2 separate regions of the Mus musculus genome follow, and region 1 is linked to region 2. The links are chromatin contacts, called in public HiChIP or PLAC-seq maps. All regions are on one chromosome and are shown on one strand. Each heading gives the region's core, a stretch centred on a gene start, on an enhancer-like site or on the middle of the called end of the contact. The rest is flanking DNA. Distances are from core to core; before and after follow the strand shown. Region 1 overlaps D630003M21Rik (RIKEN cDNA D630003M21 gene). Region 2 has its middle 22 kb from the start of Gm14279.

The links. HiChIP or PLAC-seq counts read pairs in DNA pulled down with a chosen protein or histone mark.
Region 1: a contact with region 2 is called in a FOXA1 HiChIP or PLAC-seq map of pancreatic cancer cells. The contact joins two enhancer-like sites. A contact is called at or near these places in 3 of 39 promoter capture datasets (the 3T3-L1 cell line and the C10 cell line), 1 of 484 Hi-C or Micro-C datasets (the G1E-ER4 cell line) and 1 of 115 datasets of contacts at active chromatin or transcription factors (pancreatic cancer cells).

What each region holds. Positions count from the first base shown.
Region 1 is chr2:158,215,850-158,219,861 of GRCm38.p6, forward strand. D630003M21Rik (RIKEN cDNA D630003M21 gene) reads right to left here. Exons shown (of 14, transcript NM_177657.5): 3 at 584-1,928; 4 at 1-161. Among named protein-coding and RNA genes, the nearest start is that of D630003M21Rik, 11 kb to the right of the region's middle. Within about 2 kb of position 2,597, at least 8 of the 459 cell types and tissues checked have an H3K27ac peak or open chromatin away from gene starts, as enhancers often do. A contact at or near this core is called in pancreatic cancer cells, where this site is marked.
Region 2 is chr2:157,499,211-157,503,218 of GRCm38.p6, forward strand. No RefSeq gene overlaps it. Among named protein-coding and RNA genes, the nearest start is that of Gm14279, 22 kb to the right of the region's middle. Within about 2 kb of position 1,366, at least 54 of the 459 cell types and tissues checked have an H3K27ac peak or open chromatin away from gene starts, as enhancers often do. A contact at or near this core is called in pancreatic cancer cells, where this site is marked.

The sequences.
Region 1 (4,012 bases), core at 1,347-3,846, 720 kb after region 2:
CTGGAGAAGCTTGACTCCCAGGGTCTCAATCCTGGGCTTAGTCCTAGAACACTCCTCCAGGCGAAGTCCTCCCCCTGGAGGACCTGCAGAATCTCTCCGGAAGCCAGGCGGCTCCCCAGACAGTGGGCCTGAGCCAGATGTTGTGGGGAGAGTTGTTCCATCTGGGGAAGAAGAATGACAAAGCAGGAGATGTTATCCAGGAGACAGACTTTTCAAGGGACAGCGTTTCCTCTCCCACCCAAGTGACAACACAACTTATAGTGTGATCTGCTCTCTGCCAGTGATGCTAAGTTATTTCCTTCAGGCGCATCTTTGAACCATCAGAGCATCTCTGAGATATAAGTCCCCAGCAGAGAAAGAGGCCTAAATTCAGAGAGGCTAAACGTCTGGCCAAGGTCACACAGCATGCCCCAAAGCTGGAATGTGAACCCAAAAAACCCCAGTAGTATTGCTCAGCTGGACAGTAGTGAGATGTCTTTAGCCCCCTGAGAGTGGGACAGCAGTGTGGCCCTGATCCTCACAGCCCGAGTCTTCTGCACCAAGATATAAGTCTGCCTTTGTCCTGCTGAATGTGGGCTCTTACCTTTGCCTGGGGCCTTGGCTTCACAAGGCTGCAGAGAGTAGAGGGGGCACAGGGCCTTCCGAGGCCTGGCATGCTGGAGTAGGGCCTTCTCGGGGGTCACATGGGGTACCCTCTGTTCTTTCAAGAAGGAGAACTGGAGCCCAGGAGCGGGGGACCCATGGAAGGAGGCGTTCTTATTGAGGCAGTCCTCAGGCTTGGAAGCTCTCCCATGTCCTAGTGTGGTCTCCTCTGTCTTTGTCTCAGCCGCTGGGGATCCAGGGCCAGCTGAAGACAGGAGGGGAGAGAATGCTTGTCTTGGCCCAGGCCTGAGCCGAACCATGGCTTCTGGCATTCCCACAGGCTTTTGCATCTCAGAGGCTGCTGGTTCTTCCTCAGTGTCTTCCACCAGGCCAGAGGTACAGTCCGGCAGCTTCTCCGGGACACTAGTATGGGGCTGCTGTGGCTGTCGCACTGCAGTGTGGCCAGATGCTTTATGCCTGGCCTTTCTCCTTGAGCCTCCGCTACAGGGCTTCTCCCCTGAGCCTGCTGGCCTTTCACATGCCCATCTTCCCAAGGGAGGTGCCCCAGCAGGCCCCGAGAGAGGAAGGGTCTTTCCAAGCAGAGGTGCCCCCTTAGTTCTGGGTCTTGTCTCCTGTGATTTTTGAATATCTACACTTAATGTCACTACCTCACTGTCTGGGGATGCCCCTCTATACTCTTGGGGAAAGCCCAGGAGAGCCACATAGTCCCCCTCCAGGCTCTGGCTGGCCTCACTGTCTGTCCTAAAGGCGAGCTGACCTGACCTTGCTGGCTCCACCTTGATGAGCCCTGGATACTTGTCCCCAGACAACTTCCCTTTACCCTTATCCCAGATCTGGGCCACAGATCCCTTGCCGCCCAAGTCACCAGCCTGGTATGGCTCCTGGGGTCTGCTCAGATGGAGGTCTTCTAGTGGACAGGAGTCCCCGTCTGAGGAAGGGACCTTCACTATTGGGGGTCTGTCATCTACAAACTCTGGACTGGTAATCTTGGTCCAAGGCACAGGTGTGATCCCATTTTCTGAAGCCACGAGACAGTTGTGTAAGGGACGTCCCTCAAAGTCATTGTTGATGGCCTCCAACCATTCTGGGGTGAAAATGAGAGAGTAGGAGGACTCAGGAATTGGCTTCTTGTCCACCTCACGGAGGTCTGAAGAGAGACACTTGAGTGTCATGTGGACAGACTGCTCCTCCCAGGACTCTACTTGAAGGTAGAAATCACCCTGACGTAGCAGGAGTGGATTGAGTGGTGCCAGGTGTACCACAACTTCATCCCGCAGACACAACGGCCAGCCCTCATGCAGGAAGAGGCAGTGGGTATAGAGGGCCTGCAGAGAGAGTTGGGGGGGGGGAAGCATAAGAGAAACTGGCTCCAGGGGACCTTGGCTTTGGTCAACTTCCTTCCCTCTCCCACATGGGACCTCAAATAGCCAGGGACCAGGCAAAGGCAAGAGAGATGCCCAGAACGAGGCACCAAAGAGGCCTTTGCTCTCAGAGTGTGTGAGGTCACTTGTTCCTACCCTTGGTGTTGACTTTGAAGATGCTTGCTAGCCTCCTGGGCCTGAGGGAAGGCCAGTGCTCCAAGTACCAATCAGCAGGTGCCTTCCATGGCAACCCTGCTTGCTTCATGACCCTCTCTTCCCATCTACCCTAAACTTTTCCCAACCCAGCTAGACCCTCCCTCCCCTCAAAGCCAGAAAGACATGGATCTGAGGTCTAAATGGGTTGTTTATATCTGTGACTGAGCTGCTCTGAGATTTGATCTCTCTATCTGCAAATCGGAGTTGAATAAAACACACTGGTATTTCTGGGCTGGTGTGAGATAGATCGAGTACGGATGCAGAAGGGAACATGAATTCACTCCCTTCTGAAAATACCTGCTTGTGTGCATGTGTGTGTAAGTGTATCAAAGCAAACATCCATGGGGAGGTCACAGACTAACTCTGAGGCCTGGGTTCTCTCCTTTCATCTTTGTGTGGGTTCCAGGCATTGACTTTGAGTCACCAGGCTTGGGTGGTGAGAGCCTTTGACTACTGAGTCATCTTGCCAGCCCAGGTGTCTGGTTTTCAAGCTGAGCATTTAAAATGACACAGAGACAGTACTGAATGAGAAGTCGGGAAACTTGACCTACCTCTGCCTTGCCAGACCAGCACCTTAAGATGGCCATTGCTAGATTAGCATTCTGCCATTGTAATCTCTCTTGCCTACAGGGGTGGAGGTGTGGCGCTTCAAAGAGGCAACATGAATCCCCCATAGTCTCAGTAATTACGTCTTGGTTTGAAGCAGAGAGCCTGACTTCAAACGACCTACTGTGTGCTTGTTTTTGCTCCTGTCTATTCTGAGGTGACATGGATTTGTCCATGACAGCCAAATCAAAATTAAAAATAAAGACACAGAAAGGCTGTAAATTTGCCACTGAGAAAGGAGGGGACAGGGAAAGCATGGTTTTGACTTATTTTTCCTTTTAAGACAGGGTCTCTCGTGTAGCTCAGGCTGGCTTAGATCTTCCACTGTAGCTGAAGATGACCTTGAACTTCTGATGCTCCCGCTTCTGCCTGCGGAGTGCTGGCATCATGGGCATGCATCACCATGCCATCTAATGTGGATGAATGCAGCCCCGGGGCTTTGCATATGTCAGGCAAGCCTTCTACCAACAGCGCTATGTCTCCAGGCCTGCCCTTGTGGTTTGGTCAGCTGAACAAAGTGACAGTTGTGTGGCTGGTCAAGAGGAGGTAAAAGGGGGTGGGGTGGGAGGAGGATCTTCATGCAATAGGGTCAGGGAGCCATGGAGAGGCCATTGGCAAAGGCTTCTGGAGACACTGCATTCTACTATTCCCATTCGGGTGCAGTTGCCATGGGGTGGGGGCATTCCTACTAGATGCTGTGACTCCTAGGATTGGCAGCGTGGCTCTTGTTGGGGGTGGCAGTGGGCAGGGGAGCTAACAATTGCTCAAGAGGCATCGGCAAACCTCTGAGGGACGAGGGCAAGGGGAATCAGAAGTCTGACTCTTTGGTGATCACCTTACTATTGTCTTAAAACGAGAGAGGGGGGACAGAAGGAGAGAGAAAGAGAGGGAGAGAGACAGACAAAGAGACAGACAGATAAAGAGACAGAGAGACAGAGACAGACAGAGACAGAGAGATAGAGACAAAGAGACAGAGACAAGAGAGACAGAGACAGAGAGACAGACAGACAGACAGACACAGACAGACAGACAAAGACAGAGACAGACACATGACTCAGAGGGTTTGGTCCATCTTAATACCCTGTTCCTCTGGTCAACTGTGATTGGTCCAGTCATGGACACATGACCACAGCTTGGCCAATTAAGATCCTTCCTGGGACTTCTCTCTTTACAGCTCTTGTAGCCTCTGGCCAACAGAGAGAAGCAGAGGCAGGAAGCAGCAGAAT
Region 2 (4,008 bases), core at 116-2,615:
CCAGCAAGCATCTGGGAGCCACCCTTCTCTGCCTCCACAGTGTTTGGGTTACAAGCACAAGAGCCATTATGCCAGGCATTTCTATGTGATTCTGGTTTTTTCTTTGCATTATGTGTATGTTCATGAACAAGATTAGTTTCCACCTTTTCTGTCTTTCTTCATCTGACTGCTTGTCTATCCATCTACCATCCATCCATCCATCCATCCATCCATCCACCCACCCATTATTTATCTATACCTGTCTGTCTGTCTATCTATCTATCTATCTATCTATCTATCTATCTATCTATCATCTGTCTATCTATTATCTATCATTTATTTATCTATCCATCATCTATCATCTGTCTATCTACCTACATTTATCTCTATCTATCTATCTATCTATCTGTCATCTGCTATCATCTATCATTTATTTATCTATCCATCATCTATCATCTGTCTATCTATCTACCTACATCTATCTCTATCTATCTATCTATCTATCTATCTATCTATCTATCTATCATCTACCTACTTACCTGCATATGCACATATACATTCATATATCCACCCACCCATCTATCCATGTCAACAAATATGAGCTGAGTAGCTACCATGTGCTTGCTGAGGGCAGAGAATTCAAATTCCCAGTACACTCTGAAGAACCTGAGTCCACTCACACCCCAAGGTGATTGAGGGTGACAAAAGTTCACCAAAAGGGTTTTTGGGGATCACCCTTGGAGTGTGTCTTTCTTTTTCTTTCTTTTTTTTTTTTTAAAGATTTATTTATTTATTATATGTAAGTACACTGTAGCTGTCTTCAGACACTCCAGAAGAGGGAGTCAGATCTTGTTACAGATGGTTGTGAGCCACCATATGGTTGCTGGGATTTGAACTCCAGACCTTCGGAAGAGCAGTTGGGTGCTCTTACCCACTGAGCCATCTCACCAGCCTGGAGTGTGTCTTTCTTTCTGTTACCTACTTTTCCCCCCTTGCATTGTATCTTTCCAGCTTCAACATGCCAAGGGAAGGCCGTCCCCCTCCAGTGCCCTTTACCCACTCTTCTTGAATCCTGCCACCTACTTATGAGGCTCCTGAGACAATATTTCCCTCCCTTTGCCGCTGTGTTGCTTATGCCTGCCTGTGGATCATGCTGTGGAGTTATACCCACACATGTCAACACTTCCCATGACTGTCTGGAAGCTTCCTGAAACATTGCATCAAACCCTAATGAGCAGCTCACACTGGAAAGAGTTATATGGACCTCGGTGTGGTAGACTTTTTGGTCCTTGGTTGGTGGCCTCTGTTGCTTTTAGATCTGTGGTGACACACCCTGGCAGAAGTGTGAGGCAGAGAAAGTCATTGACCTCATGTCATGAGAGGGGAAGGGGGAGGGGCCAGGCACCACACACACTTCCCATTTTGTGTCACCTCTAAATGTTACACCCGTCACCCACAACACAGCAAGTCTTTGGAGTCTCTGGGCTCCAGCTCCACCTCCTGCCTCCCCTCTCCATTACTCCCTTCTCTCTACTCCTTAAGTTCAGACAGCTCTTCCTTCCAGCTTTCTCCTCCGGGCCTGTGTTCACACGCCACTCCTCCCTGAGAATGCCCAGCATCTCCCCTCTCCTGGGGTTCTGGAGAGGAGCCAGAACTCCTTCACCTCCCTCAACTGACCTATAGTCCCCACTTGCTGACTAATGTTCCTTTTGATCCACAGGTCACAGGGAATGGAAGGGATACTGGGATCTGACCCACCACTCCCCACCCTACGCTCTGGTGGCCTCCTGGTGGCCTGAGTCCACCATGTCCACCCCACCCCCTGGACTGCCAGTCAAATCAGCTCTTTCCTCTTGAGCCTCCTGGTTTTCCTTGTTCCCTTTTTCTCAGGGTTCTCTTACCTGCTGTGTCCTTCCCAGGGCCTGAGGTCCACTCAAACTTTGGTTTCTTCTCACCTGAGAGACCCCCACATCCATTGCCATGGTTGATGAGCAGCCCCTCTTGCTATAGCCCTGGGGACATTTTTCCTGGGCACTGGGGTTTGGCTTTCTCTGTGAGCATCTTAAGGTGGTGTCTACACAGGTGGGGGGGCAGCACAGGAGGGGACATGGGATGTATGGACATGCATCTCTTCTGTAAGTGCTCTGATTCTCTTCCCCTGCTGCCTCTGCTTTTTCTCCAGAGTTAATATTTAATCTCTTAGTGATACACGGCTTCGTCATCTTCGTATAAAAAGTAAAGTCCTCCCTAGGACTCTGAGTCACTCTCTCTCTTTCCTGTTCTCTGCCCCACTCAGCTTCTGATTTCTCCCTGTTCCCTTTAGATGTGGTCATCACTGTCTCTGTCCCAATGTGGTAGTGGTAGTCATGATGACAGTGGTGGTGACGGTGGTGGCAGTGGTGTGTGTGTATTGGAGGTGTCCCAACAGGAAAGTGCCACTTTGATTGACACTCAAATTTAGGAACATTTGTAATGAATTTACAAAGCTTGAGGGCTGGAGAGATGGCTCAGTGGTTAAGAGAACTGGCCTTGCTCTTCCACAGGACCAAGGTTCAATTCCCAGCCCTCACATGATAGCTCACAACAGTCTGTAACTCCAGTCCTAGGGAATCCAATGCCCTCTTCAAGCCTCCGAGGGAATTACATGCATATGGTGCATAGTCACACCTGTAGACAAAGCACTCATACACATAACATTCAAAATAAAACAAAAACCATTAAAACATCAGGCATGGAATACAGGCTTATAATCTCAGAATGCCAGAAGCAGAGGCAGGTGGATATCTGGAAGTACTGGCACAGCCAAGGCTGCAGAGTGAGCAACTCCAGTATCAAAAAAAACAAAAACAAACAAAAAAAAAAAACAACAACGAAGAGTCTACAAAGGTCTATGCTGCAGGATGTGGGAGCAGAGGAACCTGAGAGGCTCTGCAGAAACATAGAACAGACAATAGTAAGACTATGGCCACCTCTGTCTGCTGAGGGACGAGGGCAGCAGTGACCAGGACCTGCAGGAGAGCAGAGGCTGCCTGGCTGGCCACCTAAGGAAAACCAGAAAGCCTCACCACATCCTACCACCCAGGACATCCATTGGCTAGATTCACACGGAGCCCACTGATGGCCAACAGTGTGACCGCTCTCTTTGGGGCAGAGAGAAGGATAGAGGGTAGCTCTGGAAGCTTCCAGAACATTCTTGGAGTCCTTTGTTAGATTTGCTATCTGTCCATTTCCCTACCCATCTATCTATCCACCCACCCACCCACCACACAGGCAGAAGGACCTGAGAATGCTCACCCTCCTGGTGAGCCAAGCAGTGTAAGGCACCTGTTGGACCCCAGCTGGGAGTCTGCTTGCCCCATCTGGCAGGGACTCATCTTGCTCTCCCTTTTCTTTTAATTTTCTTGTTGACAGATATTGCCCCCACCCCCACCCCCACCCCCAACCCCGCTTCCGGGCTCTGACTTCATCTTGCTCAGCGCAGCTCCATCTCTCTCATCTCTCTCCAGAGGAGAGTTATTGAATTTTGCTCAGAGGCTGTGTTATTCTTGCTCTGTGTGTACGTGCTGGCTGCCCCCACCCCCACCCCCTCCATGTCTCTCCTTTCCCGGAGCTGATCTGAGGTTGTTTTTGCTTTCATGGATCCTGGTCCCCACCTCCTTTCCCTCAGAGGAAGTCCCGATTGTCTCCACAGCCTGCAAAGCTGCCACACCAGAATCTTGGCCTGGAATGTAGCCCAGGCTGGCCTTAAACTTGTGGTAATCCTCCTGTGCTCACCTCCTGGGTATTGAGATTAAAAGCATGTGTGGCCACACCTGGGTTTTTTCTTTCTGTTTTCATTTTTAGCCCTATTTTATCCTTACTCTCCGACTTACTCTTTCATTGTTCCTTTCATTCCTCCCACCCCCACCCCCATCCATGAAATATCTAGCCACAGACATGTAATGCCTGTGTATCAGGACCTGTGTCCTTTTTGGCTAGTCTCACCAGGAGCACCTGTAGGTTTCTTCTTTCCTACAGTATGACACACGT